Linked DNA regions of Sus scrofa: region 1 is linked to region 2. The links are chromatin contacts, called in public promoter capture Hi-C maps. All regions are on one chromosome and are shown on one strand. The core of a region is the stretch at or near the end of the contact, and the rest is flanking DNA. Distances in the headings are between cores, read along the strand shown. Region 1 holds the start of ZNF140 (zinc finger protein 140). Region 2 holds the start of ZNF10 (zinc finger protein 10).

Region 1 (2,700 bases), core at 151-2,650, 40 kb after region 2:
CTGCAGCCAAAGAACTACACACCACAGCCACAGCAAGACCCGGATCCTTAACCCACTGAAAGAGGCCAGGGATTGAACTCTAGTCCTCACGCATATTAGTCAGGTTGCTACCGCTGAGCCACACCTTGAACTCTCTAGTTGGCCTTATTCCCCACCTCTGTGAAGCACAACTGCCAGCATGGCATTTAGCCTCAACCACAGCAATAATTAGTGTTCCTTGCTAAAGAAACTAAACGTCATGCCTGAAAAATGAGCTCTGTGAGTTCAAAGATGTTGTTTTGCTCCCTGCAGATCCCCAAGTCCTAGGACACGTCGCGCATTAAACCACCAGAAGGGGCTGTCAATGTGCAGACCGCACACCCAGTTTCTGGTCCACAAGCCCGGGTTGGGGCTCTTGGATATACATTTCCAAGAAATTATTTGGTGATACTAACAGTGCTGTACCAGGGCTCACACACTGAGACCACTGGTACGGGAAGTAGACAATAAAAATAATGCCAATTAACGCAGAGGGAATGAGACCTTCTAATACCCGGGGGGAAGAGGAACATGACAGCCAGGTCAGAAACCTGCCCACGCCGGGCCTGCGCCCCCTGCCCCCACCCCACCAGAACCCTCTTCCCTCCCCGGATGTACACGAGAGAGAAAGGGGCGAGGGTGGGGGGAGCACGGGGTCGGGGAGGAATGTTTTAGGAGAAAGCAAGCCTCTCTCCCCCAGAAAGGCACACCAGCTTACCCAAGACATGGCTCCCGGCAGGGCCCGCGGAAAGCAGAAAATGCGGACGGCAGGGCTGGCAGGGAGAGAAAGATGCTGAATGCGGGGGCCGAAGGGCCGCGCCAGGTAACGGGCCCGGACCAGGGTGCCGCGGCTCCGCATTCCCCGCCCTTGTCACACAGCTGCACGGGCCCGGGACAACCCCCTCGCCGCTGCGGAGGGGCTCCGGGCCCGGACCTGACCCGAGCCCGGACCTGACCCGCGCCCGCCGCGCCACCGCCTTTAAGGGGGCTGCACCTCGGGGCGTTTCCTCCTCGCTGCAGGCCATGCGGGCCCACGCTTCCCCAGCTTGGGATGGAGCCCCCGCCCCCGGCCCCGGCGGGGATCGGCGTGGCAGGGCGGGCCCTTCCCCTACCTCGGCCCGCGCAGGCCAGGCGCTCAGCTCTTGGCTCTGCGAGCAGTGACTCCGCGCCGGCGCCCCGCAAACTGCGCCTTCCGGAGCCTCAGAGACGGACGCGAACCAAGCCAGGGCCTGCCGCGGCTCGGCTTCCCAAGACCCACCGCGGTCTCCGCGCATCGTGGGCAACTCGCCCACACACACTACAACTCCCAGGAGGCGCCGCGCCCACGGGGCGGGGGGGCGGGGACGAGCTTCAGTTAGGCGCATTTCCCAGGGCCCACCGCGGCCGCAGCCTCCTACAGAGCAGTCCTCCCCACTCAGACTACAACTTCCAGAACCGACTGCAGCCCCAATACCTCCCTTGAGGACCCCCCATCCCTGACAGCTGCAATGGCTGACTGTATCGGTGAACTGAAGGAAAGGACCTGAGCCAGGAATGCCATTGAAGGCTACTGCCTTCCGTATCCTGGATTCTAGGAGCTGCGGGTCAGGGGAGACTGAGTCAAGATGTTACCCAATCAGGTACGGCTTCTCGAAGCTCGAAAAATCAATGCTTGGGAGAGACAAATGTTGGTGTCAGGGAAAGGTGCTTTTATTCAGAATGCCGGCAATTCGGAGAAATGATGGATTCAGTGTCCCCAAAAGCCACCTCTCAGGATTCTGCTGGGCCATGAAAGTTTTAAAATGAAGTCATCTCAGTTAATGGGTCGGGGGGAGTTGTCAGGTTGCTGGCTTGTGAACCCGGTGATGTAGTTTGGTCGCAAAGTTTGTTGCAAGATTACTGAAGAGGAAGCTAGGGAAGCATTGTTTAGTCATCTGTTAATTGCTCTTTCTTTCTTTCTTTCTTTTCTTTCCTTCTTTCTTTCTTTCCTTCCTTCTTTCTTTCTTTCCTTCCTTCCTTCTTTCCTTCTTTCCTTCCTTCCTTCCTTCTTTCTTTCTCTCTTTCTTTTTTTTAAAGGCCGCCCGAGGCATTTGGAGTTCCCAGGGACAAGAATCAGATCCCAGCCACAGCTTCGACCTAAGCCACTGTGCCAGGCATGTAACCTACGTCCCAGCGCTCACAAGATGCTCCCAAGACCCCACAGATCCTATTGTGCCACAGCAGGAATTCCTGCTTATTCTTTAGACAAGATATTATGTGATCAAAAGATTTGAAAGGTGTGCTAGCGCTGGAGCTGAACAGGGGGGTTCCTGGTTTAAAAGTTAGTTGCAATGTAGCTTTGCTAAAGTGACCAGGAAAGGGGCCTCCTGCTGAGGTTGGTTTCCTGCAAAGAGCTGCTTGCAAAGAAACAGTTTAAAAGAAGATTGTAGGGAGTTATCTTGTGATGCAGTGGGTTAAAGATCCGGCACTGTCATCGCAGCAGCTCAGGTTGCTGCTGTGATGTGGGTTTGATCCCTGACCTGGAAGCTTCCACATGGCGTGGACGTGGCCAAACATATAGCTAAACAGAATAAATAAGTAAAAGAAGAGTGTAGGAGTTCCATTGTGGCGCAGGGGAAATGAATCCGACTAGGAACCATGAGGTTGCAGGTTCAATCCCTGGCCTCGCTCAGTGGGTTAAGAATCTGGCGTTGCTGTGAGCTG
Region 2 (2,700 bases), core at 30-2,529:
TCTCTAACATGAAAGAGGCTTTTTAGCTAGCATATTGGATGATAACCCATCTTCCCTTCTATTTCCTTTTTTTTCTTTAACAATATATTCTGTATGTGCAGTGTAGGTATAATTTAAATTCTTCACCTTCTTCATATACTTTCGATAGGACCCATGTAATTTTGATGTCAACCTTCTCTTCTGGCATTTATTCTAGATGTTAACGTACAAAGTTGATTGGTTTAACTACTCCAGTGTCAAGGGAAAATAAAAACATATTATGAGCTGTCTATGAAAAACAAAAATGGGTTAAACACAAACACACCTCCAGTTAATCTACTTGATATAAAAATAAATAACAAGCAAATGAAGATCAGGAAGCTAGGAGCTGGAGATGCAGTTTGTTTCTTTTAAAGAGTACACACAAACCCACTCAATCTTAAAACACTGGAAATATTGATAACACTAACTGATAAATTTTGAGGAAAATAATGTCAAAGTAATTTCATTAAGTGAAAATTTTTTTTAAATGAGTATTTTTAGACTAGACGAAGAAATAGAAAACGATCCGCCCCTTGTGGCCACCAAGTTTATTTAAAGTAGACCTACTTCAATGTTTGCAGCATATAACTTCTATAACATCCGCCAGTTAAAGCCGGTAGTACATATACGTACTTTTTAAAGCCAGTACGACCACGATGGAATATAAGACATTCCCTGTTCCTACGCTAACAAAAATGAGCATAATCACGTTCAGCAGCCGCTGGAAAGGGCATACTCAAATTTTTAAACATCTAGTCCCAATTGGGAAAGAAAAGGTAAACCGGAATATGAGAACGTTATTCTGCATCGCTGAGAACAAGCGGTTCAAATTCCGCACCACCTCCCGGCACATTCCAGTACTAGGGTCCTGTCCCACTAACGCGACGGCGGGAACTCCTGGGCACCAGGGTACACCCAGGCCGGGGGGGCGAAAGTCAGAGAAAAAAAACCACTTGCCGGTGAAACGACCGCCGGCCCAGAACGACGAGGTTAACAAACAGGGGTACAACGTCTCGGAGAAGCGAGCACGAAACCGGCCCTTTCGTGCGTACCTGCGATCAGCACCCGGAGGCTCCGCACCTGGGAGATCCGGGGCGGGGACGACGCCGTCACAATGGCAGGGGCCGCAGCCGGCGCGCTCCGGACTAGGCCTCCACGCCCCGCGCAGTCCAGAACCGGCGGCCGCTGCGCCCTCCCACCCGGCCTCCTAGCGCCCACGCCCTCCCCACGCCGCGTCCCACGCCGCGTCCGGCCCTCGCTCACACGCACGCGCACGCGTCCCTGCCAATCACGACCCGCGAGCTGAGCAAGCCTTGACGCAGGGCGCAGACTCGCTTCTCCGGGCGGCGCAGGGGCTGCTGGGAGATGTCGTCCAGGTTCTTTCCCCACCAGCGGCGAGTGCGCGGCCTGTACCCCTCCTCACGATCCGGGCCTGGTTCCTCCGCCTTCCCCGGGAGCTCTCCCTACTTGCCCACGGCGGCTCGGTAGTTCCGACCCGAGAGACAGGTACCCCGGGGACAGGTGAGCGCATAGCTTAGGCGCGTGGAGGTAGAGGAAACGTGGAAGGGTGAGGGGTGAGGAGAGCTTAGGCTCCCGCGCGGTAGTCGGGCTTGAGTCCCCCAAGGTGGGGGGCGCCTGCCTGAAGGGGGCGGTGAGAGGGTGGCCTTGGCGGAGGCTGGCTTCCTTGCCTGGAGCGCGGAAAGAAGGAGGCTGGAGCTGGGGTTTGACCTCACTCTGTGAGCAAGAGGAGCAGCGATACTTTTTACCTTGCCCAGGAACTTTTCTTGAATCTTTCTTAACCTTGGTCAACTAAAAAAAAAAGCATAACCTAAAAGTTGAGAATTGTGTTTTATTCCGCAAACTTTATGAGTACGTAAGCCCAGGGTACAGCATCTCAGATTGGTCCCAGGGGCAGAAGAGGTAAGGGAGGAGCCTGGATATATAGGGGTTTTTGCAGCAAAGACCCAGTAGTCAAAATATCAAAAGATTTCTACTAATTAAGGAAAAGCTGACATCTGAAATTTCACATATTTAGCCCTTTTCTATGTAAGATGTAAGAGTCTGGGTTCACTGAAATCATTCCTTTTATTTGCATCTTGACTGTCTAGGACCAGTGTCCTGTGTTTCTCCATCCTGAATCCCCCCAGGGTGCACCTTGGGGGTGGACAGCTGCAGTGGCTGATGGCATGCTGGCTGCAGGACCTTTGTTTGTTAGTATGACAGACTGTCATTCTATGTCCAGAGCACCTCTTTTTGGTCATTAATTCAGTCAGTGTTTGGGAGCGTTTCATGACTGGTTTTGTCCCACAGCACTAGGAAAGCTCATTCCTAACTAGATCAGGCAAAGATTTCTGTTGATAGGCCATTAGATGTGCTGAATTTTTTTTTCTTTTTTTTCTTTTTTTTTTTTTTTTTTTTTGATTAGGCCCTGTTGGTAATCTCAAATTCTGTAGATCGGCTTGTCTAACTAGTTTATTACTTTTTTTTTTTTTTTTTTGCCTTTTGCGGCGGCACCCACAGCATATGGAGGTTCCCAGGCAAGGGGTCTAATTGGAGCTACAGCTGCTGGCCTACACCACAGCAACAGCAATGCCAGATCCAAGCTGTGTCTGTGACCTATACCACAGATCATGGCAACACCAGAGCCTTAACCTACCGAGCGAGGCCAGGGATCAAACC

The links. Promoter capture Hi-C pulls out the DNA fragments that hold promoters and counts their contacts.
Region 1: a contact with region 2 is called in a promoter capture Hi-C map of liver, with 2.6 times the contacts expected there. The contact joins the promoter of ZNF140 here to the promoter of ZNF10 in region 2. A contact is called at or near these places in 1 of 5 promoter capture datasets (liver), 6 of 47 Hi-C or Micro-C datasets (heart right ventricle, liver, skeletal muscle and 1 more) and 2 of 2 datasets of contacts at active chromatin or transcription factors (alveolar macrophages and skeletal muscle).

The regions. Positions count from the first base shown.
Region 1 is chr14:22,541,385-22,544,084 of Sscrofa11.1, forward strand. ZNF140 (zinc finger protein 140) reads right to left here and starts at 1,401. Exons shown (of 4, transcript XM_021072894.1): 1 at 1,131-1,401; 2 at 737-791. The coding sequence starts at 1,382.
Region 2 is chr14:22,501,367-22,504,066 of Sscrofa11.1, forward strand. It overlaps ZNF10 (zinc finger protein 10), which reads right to left and starts at 1,280. Exons shown (of 5, transcript XM_021072890.1): 1 at 1,074-1,280. It overlaps ZNF891 (zinc finger protein 891), which reads left to right and starts at 1,372. Exons shown (of 2, transcript XM_021072903.1): 1 at 1,372-1,542.